Linked DNA regions of Danio rerio: region 1 is linked to region 2. A link is a contact called in public Micro-C data. All regions are on one chromosome and are shown on one strand. Each heading gives the region's core, a stretch centred on a gene start, on an enhancer-like site or on the middle of the called end of the contact. The rest is flanking DNA. Distances are from core to core; before and after follow the strand shown.

Region 1 (3,157 bases), core at 108-2,607, 110 kb before region 2:
GTGAATCTTCTCAGCCTCAAACAGTGTGTGCTGGGGTCCAGGCCCACGAGCTACAAGAGGGAAATCTATCTTAAGATGTGATTCTTTTAACAGTAGGGCTGGCCGATAAAATTGGTATCTATATTTATCTACGAACACCACTGCCAAAAACGATTTAAAAAAAAAAGTTTGGTATGACGTGCTATAGTTTTATTAAAATGTGGCTCCTGAGTGTGCAAGGATCCTAAAAATGGCCCTGAAGGTTTATGGAATCCTAAATGGATGAGTGAATAAACCTGCATAAACCTGTGTCACACAATTACATTATTTCAAATAAACGCAGCTCTTTTGAATTTACTGTTCATTAGATCGATAGATAGATCACAATACAAGAATGAGCAGATCCAAATTAATATGTTGTGGAGAAACATTAAATTAAATTTAAGTAAACAGGAAAAAACTCACCAAAATATTGTCTATATTCACTCAGAAACATAAAAATATCCATTATCATAAGGACTGTACTGTAGACAGATGGATGGATGATAGATAGACAGAGGGACAGACGGATAGAAGGACAGACAGACAGACAGACAGACAGACAGACAGACAGACAGACAGACAGATAGATAGATAGATAGATAGATAGATAGATAGATAGATAGATAGATAGATAGATAGATAGATAGATAGATAGATAGATAGATAGATAGATAGATAGATAGATAGATGAACAGAGGAATAGACAGACAGACAGACAGACAGACAGACAGACAGACAGACAGACAGACAGACAGACAGACAGACAGACAGACAGATAGATAGATAGATAGATAGATAGATAGATAGATAGATAGATAGATAGATAGATAGATAGATAGATAGATAGATAGACAGATGGACAGATGAACAGAGGAATAGACAGACAGACAGACAGACAGACAGACAGACAGACAGACAGACAGACAGACAGACAGACAGACAGACAGACAGACAGACAGACAGACAGACAGACAGACAGACAGACAGACAGACAGATAGATAGATAGATAGATAGATAGATAGATAGATAGATAGATAGATAGATAGATAGATAGATAGATAGATAGATAGATAGATAGATGCTAAAAGACTGTCATTCTGTCACATTTCAGAAACAGCAGGTACCGGTAAATTAAAAAGGATTTGTTGGTAAATCAAAGTATTTAATCTAAATATTATGATGACTTTATAAAAAAGGTAGATTTTTGGATGCCTTACCATGCAGGTCTCAGCCAACACATCCATGACAGTGTGATGACTTTTCAGGAGAACAGTAACAGTCTGGCAGTTTGGCATGTAGATGCATGTTGTGCTTTCTCGACTGCAATCCCACTGGCTGCCTTCAGGTGGCACAATTGAGTAAACATTCGTCAAACTGCCTAACCGCTGGGAAAGAGAAGAGCATGAGCATTCATTAAAACAAAGATGAAACATGACTTAGGTCAAAGACTTGTCACTATTAAAATATTATTATTATTATTATTTCATAAAAAGTAAAGCTAAAACTAAAGAATACGAGTTGTTTCCTGACCCACAACATAACATTTAGTGGAATTCTACTAGTTTAAGGATGTGATGCTCAAAAAGAAACACACAAGTTCTTTTTCAGTGGAGATTAAGTCTCTGGTTTTGGAAGCAGATATGCCTATTCACTTTCACAGACCACACAAAACAATCATGTCTCAGATCTAAAGGTAAAGACAAGAGGTTCTATATACCTTCTGATACCAAATGATCAACTAGAGGTCAAATTATTATTTGTTGTTCCTAAAACTTGGACAGGTGACAAGACTTTGTCAGATAGTGTACAGTTAACCCCAAAATTATTCATACCCCTGGCAAATTCTGACTTAGGGCCCTATCATACACCTGGCGCAGTGTGGCACAAGGCGTGGCGCAGTAGACTTTTGGTAGTTTCAGCTTGGCACAAGAGTGGTTTTGAGGCGTTGCGCTACGCTGTTTAAATAGCAAATGCATTAGCGTTCATTTGTGCGCCCATAGGCGTTCTGGTCTAAAAAGGGAGGCGTTCTGAGGCGGACCGCTGGCGCGTTGCTATTTTGTAAAACTATAATAGATTTAACATTAGACCAAAACAAACCCGGTCTAAACTCCCTCACTTACACACTGCTTAATACGCACAAGAGAGCAATAGGCAAATATCTTTACATATGAAAAAATGTAAATATTAAGGATATATATAGGATATAATAAGAATAGATATAGGATATAAATATGAAGGATTAAAATATTACAAAACATATTATTTTCTAGCCTACATAAATATGAAAAATCACTGCTTATATGTCTTCTTCATCTCGGGAGGCTTTTTCAGTTCATTCATTACAATTTGCTTTTGTATAATGTTATTATTATTAGCAGGATTATTTATTATATCCATATTTATATTTGTTTTATTAAAAACAAGCTTAGATTTGCCCACCTGTCAGGTTTTAGACCATATGGGGCATGGCAGGTGTATTTGAAAATAACTCAGTATTTTGATCACACTTGGTCATTATTGTTCATTTATTCGTTTGCTGGAAATTAGAACTGAATTTAGAAATAGTTTTGAAACAAATATTTGCGCTTAACAAACGAAATTAATTATTTATAGACTAATTGATGTCTGTGCGTAAAGGTTTCCCTATCTAAGAGCGAATGTGAAAGTAGATCCATTATCTGTCATTCTCACGCAGTAGCTGCTCTGTTTAACATCTTTCTGTTAAAAAACTGTTAACTGTTTGCTTGTGAAATGCTCATTTTTTCCACTTAGACTTACTTTGCGTCCTGTAAATAGCGAATGCGCTCTTGGCGCGCCACAGCTGGCTCTTAAAGGGAATGGGAGATGAGACTCTAATTGGTTTATTCTCGAAACACACCTATAACTCATTAAGAAAATAAACTCAACCCTTTTAGCCCATGTGCCTTGGCGCAAAGCGCATTTTCCCGTCCGTAAATTAGCAAAAATGCGTTCTGACACGCCCTGAAAGCGTTTGCGCCGTGCGTTTTGCACTTTGCCCACGGACCGTCAAAATAGAGCCCTTAAAGTTTTTGTTCAAATGTAAATAAAATCTGGAAAAATCTTTCTTTCAACAATGATGCCTCTTGTACATCGTCTTGTTATATTTTGGGAAAA
Region 2 (3,108 bases), core at 500-2,999:
TAAAATAAATCCGTTATTAGAATTGAGTTATTAAAATTATTATGTTTAGAAATGCGTTTAAAAAAATCTTCTCTACGATAAACAGAAATTGGGGAAAAAATAAACAAGTGGTCTAATAATTTAGGGGGGCTAATAATTATGACTTCCACTGTACATTGGAAGCTGCCAATAAAAAAATAAGCCTCTTTTTAATGAAAGTATTTAAATATATACTGTATATATTTCTGTAACCTATTTTTAAAAATGCTTTAAAAAGGTTTAGGCCATATTAGGCATAAATAAAAGAATTTGGACTGAAACAGGAAGCCCAAGGGCTAAAAAAAATAAACCACGTGCATCTGTTTTAAACAAACAGAGACCCCAGAGAGCGTCTTCAGAGGAAACAATAAGACTTTTGTCACCGAGCACAAAACCAGGTGTCAAAGCCTGAGGCGCTGCATTAGTCAGACTCCTGTGATGTACTCCAACAGTTGGTGTCCTATAAAACCGCCCAACTTCTCATCATGTCATCAAATGTTAAAGACGCAAATAAAAATGTAATAATAAAAAAAGGAAGTAAGTAAATTATCACAGCAGAGATGGTCAAAATCCTGAACAGACACGAGGATAGGCGAGCGGAAGAGGATTAAAACAAATATAAAAAAAAGAAATACAAACAACAATTAGAAACTTGAGTAAAAATACAATTTTAACATTGTTTTAAGTCGTAAGTCGATTAAAGTCGATTTACTCCAAAGATGGTGATCATTTTTAAACCAAGGGATAGTTCACAAAAGATCTACACTCTCAGAAATAAAGGTATGAGAGCTGTCACTGGGGTGGCACCTTTTCAAAAGGTACAAATTTGCATCTAAAAGGTCCATATTAATACCTCAAGGGTACATATTAGTACCTAAAAAGTACAAAAGTGTTCCTCCTGAAATTTTTAGGAACCAATATATACTTTTGAGGTACCAATATGGACCCTATAAGTACAAATGTGTACCTTTTGAAAAGGTGACAGCTTGCATAGCTTTATTTCTGAGTGTATAAACGTACATAACAGCAATGGTAAAAATATCAGATGATAATATTACTCACTCCATATCTAAAAAAAAAAACAAACAATCAAACTCACACAGGTGAGTGTGCTTGACAAACCACCTGTTGAAACACTCTTCTGTCTTTAAAATACAACAACAAAAGCCTCCCCCTCCTAACTCTAGCACTTAATTCTCTGAGGACAAACAGTTCCTTTGTATTATTAACACTTGCTGTGTATTGCCTCTTCTTGTTGAATCGCTGAATGCTTCCTCAGTCATAAGTCGATGTGGACAAAAGCATCTGTTGTGACTAAATGTGATGTTTTCCATGACCGTATCTATGAACCCTGTATATAAAATGAGCTGACTCAACACAATTTTTTTATTTTTGGGGGACTACTTAACGGTTCAATGTTCAATCCACTTCAATTTGTAAAAACGAAGATGTTCATTTAATCAGTTTGTCTTGGAAGAACATCAAGGAATTGTGTGGAAGCCAGCTTTTTTTTTAGCGTTTGTAAAGCTGAAGTTAAATTTTGAGTCAAGCAAAACAATAGCAGGTACTTTTCAGAACAGAAAATGAAGTGTTTCTGCCTTCAGTGTAATAATAAGTGTGTAAAGGACCAGAATTGGGAAGCACAGAAGTACACGCTCCTTAAAAAAACTCCATGGTGTTTGAAAGTGAAGTCTGACCTCTACTGGTTATATTCTGCATCTGCTAGATTCTAAACTAAAGCCATAGATTGAGAAGTAATTTAGCTCTGATTGAAGTTAAGGGTGCAGTGAAACAGACAAATATTGAAGCAAGTTAAAGACAGATTTGTTGTTATTATTATTTAAAATCATGAATATCAGTCTGGTCATTAACATGACCTGAGCTCGTCATCTCTGCAGTGTTTCTACAGCTTAGATGTGACATAAGGAAGACTACTAACACTTTTTAAAGTATTGAAGGTTGTTAATATTAGTTATCACACGGCTTCGTATCACCTTGACTGTCAGTGAATACGTTCAAGCATACTTACATCCACATGTGTCTGCTTGTCTGTCACGCGGCGGTTTAGATTGTTTTGGCGCCATCTTGTGAACGAGTAAAGCTTAAGGTTAACGTTAGTCGGTTCTTTATTCAGCCAGTTTTGGTTTTGTCAGGTTGGTGTTTTTTTTATTTTAAGACCATTTTAATGTACTTTGTTTCTAACCTAGCAAATGTAATAGAGAAAAAAGGCTAAAAATTTTTTTTGTAAAATACCTAACATGAGATAAAGAACTGTATTTTGTTGTAAAGTCTTATTTTCTCTCGCCCTCATTTGTCAAGACGCATCTTTTGAAAGTATATGCTTTCTTAAAAATTACAAAAACCAAGACAATTAAAATAAAAAGTACAATTCAATTTAGTCATTTAGCTAAATGACTAAATTTAATCTAAAGTGTGAAATTAAAACCGTGACTTCAAATTGCGCACAAATGGTCAGATAGCCCTGCTGAAAAATCCAGCTGAAACCCGCCTAAGCTGGTTGGCTGGTATTAGTTGGTTGACCAGGCTGGTTTTAGAGGGGTTTTGGCCATTTCCAGGCTGAATTCCAACAATTTCCAGCCTGGTCTTAGCTGTTCAGGCTAGGAGATGACCAGCTAAAACCAGCTTGACCAGCCCGGGAGCCCAGCCAAAACCAGCTGTGTCCAGCTTAAACCAGGCTGGCCAAGCTGGTTTTAGTTGGTCATTTTACGTCATACATCAAAAATGTTGTTGTTATTATTTTATTTTGTTTTTTATATAACTGCTGCTGTCACTGACTATTTAGTTCGGTAAAATGTTTTACATGTAAAAAAAAAAAAATATATATATATATATATATATATATATATATATATATATATATAAAAATAAAAATATATATAAAGATAACATCTGATTATGCACGTAGAGTTGAAGTCAGAATTATTTGCCCCCTTTTGATTTTTTTTTCTTTTTTAAACATTTCCAAAATGATGTTTGACAGAGCAAGGAAATTTTCACAGTATGTCTGATAATATTTTTTCTTCTAGAAAAAGTCTTTTGTTTTGTAGCAGTTTTGAATTTTTTAAAAAC

Evidence for each region. A called contact is a pair of places that touch in the nucleus more often than the background predicts.
Region 1: a contact with region 2 is called in a Micro-C map of caudal fin, with 5 times the contacts expected there. The contact joins two enhancer-like sites. A contact is called at or near these places in 3 of 18 Hi-C or Micro-C datasets (caudal fin, embryo and an unstated tissue) and 1 of 4 datasets of contacts at active chromatin or transcription factors (caudal fin).

Annotation. Positions count from the first base shown.
Region 1 is chr17:55,196,586-55,199,742 of GRCz12tu, reverse strand. tiam2a (TIAM Rac1 associated GEF 2a) reads right to left here. Exons shown (of 26, transcript XM_073927637.1): 9 at 1,240-1,407; 10 at 1-50. Among named protein-coding and RNA genes, the nearest start is that of tiam2a, 110 kb to the right of the region's middle. Within about 2 kb of position 1,357, at least 1 of the 62 cell types and tissues checked has an H3K27ac peak or open chromatin away from gene starts, as enhancers often do. A contact at or near this core is called in caudal fin, where this site is marked.
Region 2 is chr17:55,089,907-55,093,014 of GRCz12tu, reverse strand. All of the region lies in intron 1 of tiam2a (TIAM Rac1 associated GEF 2a), which reads right to left. All of the region lies in intron 2 of LOC141378395 (a long non-coding RNA gene), which reads left to right. Among named protein-coding and RNA genes, the nearest start is that of tiam2a, 6.3 kb to the right of the region's middle. Within about 2 kb of position 1,749, at least 13 of the 62 cell types and tissues checked have an H3K27ac peak or open chromatin away from gene starts, as enhancers often do. A contact at or near this core is called in caudal fin, where this site is marked.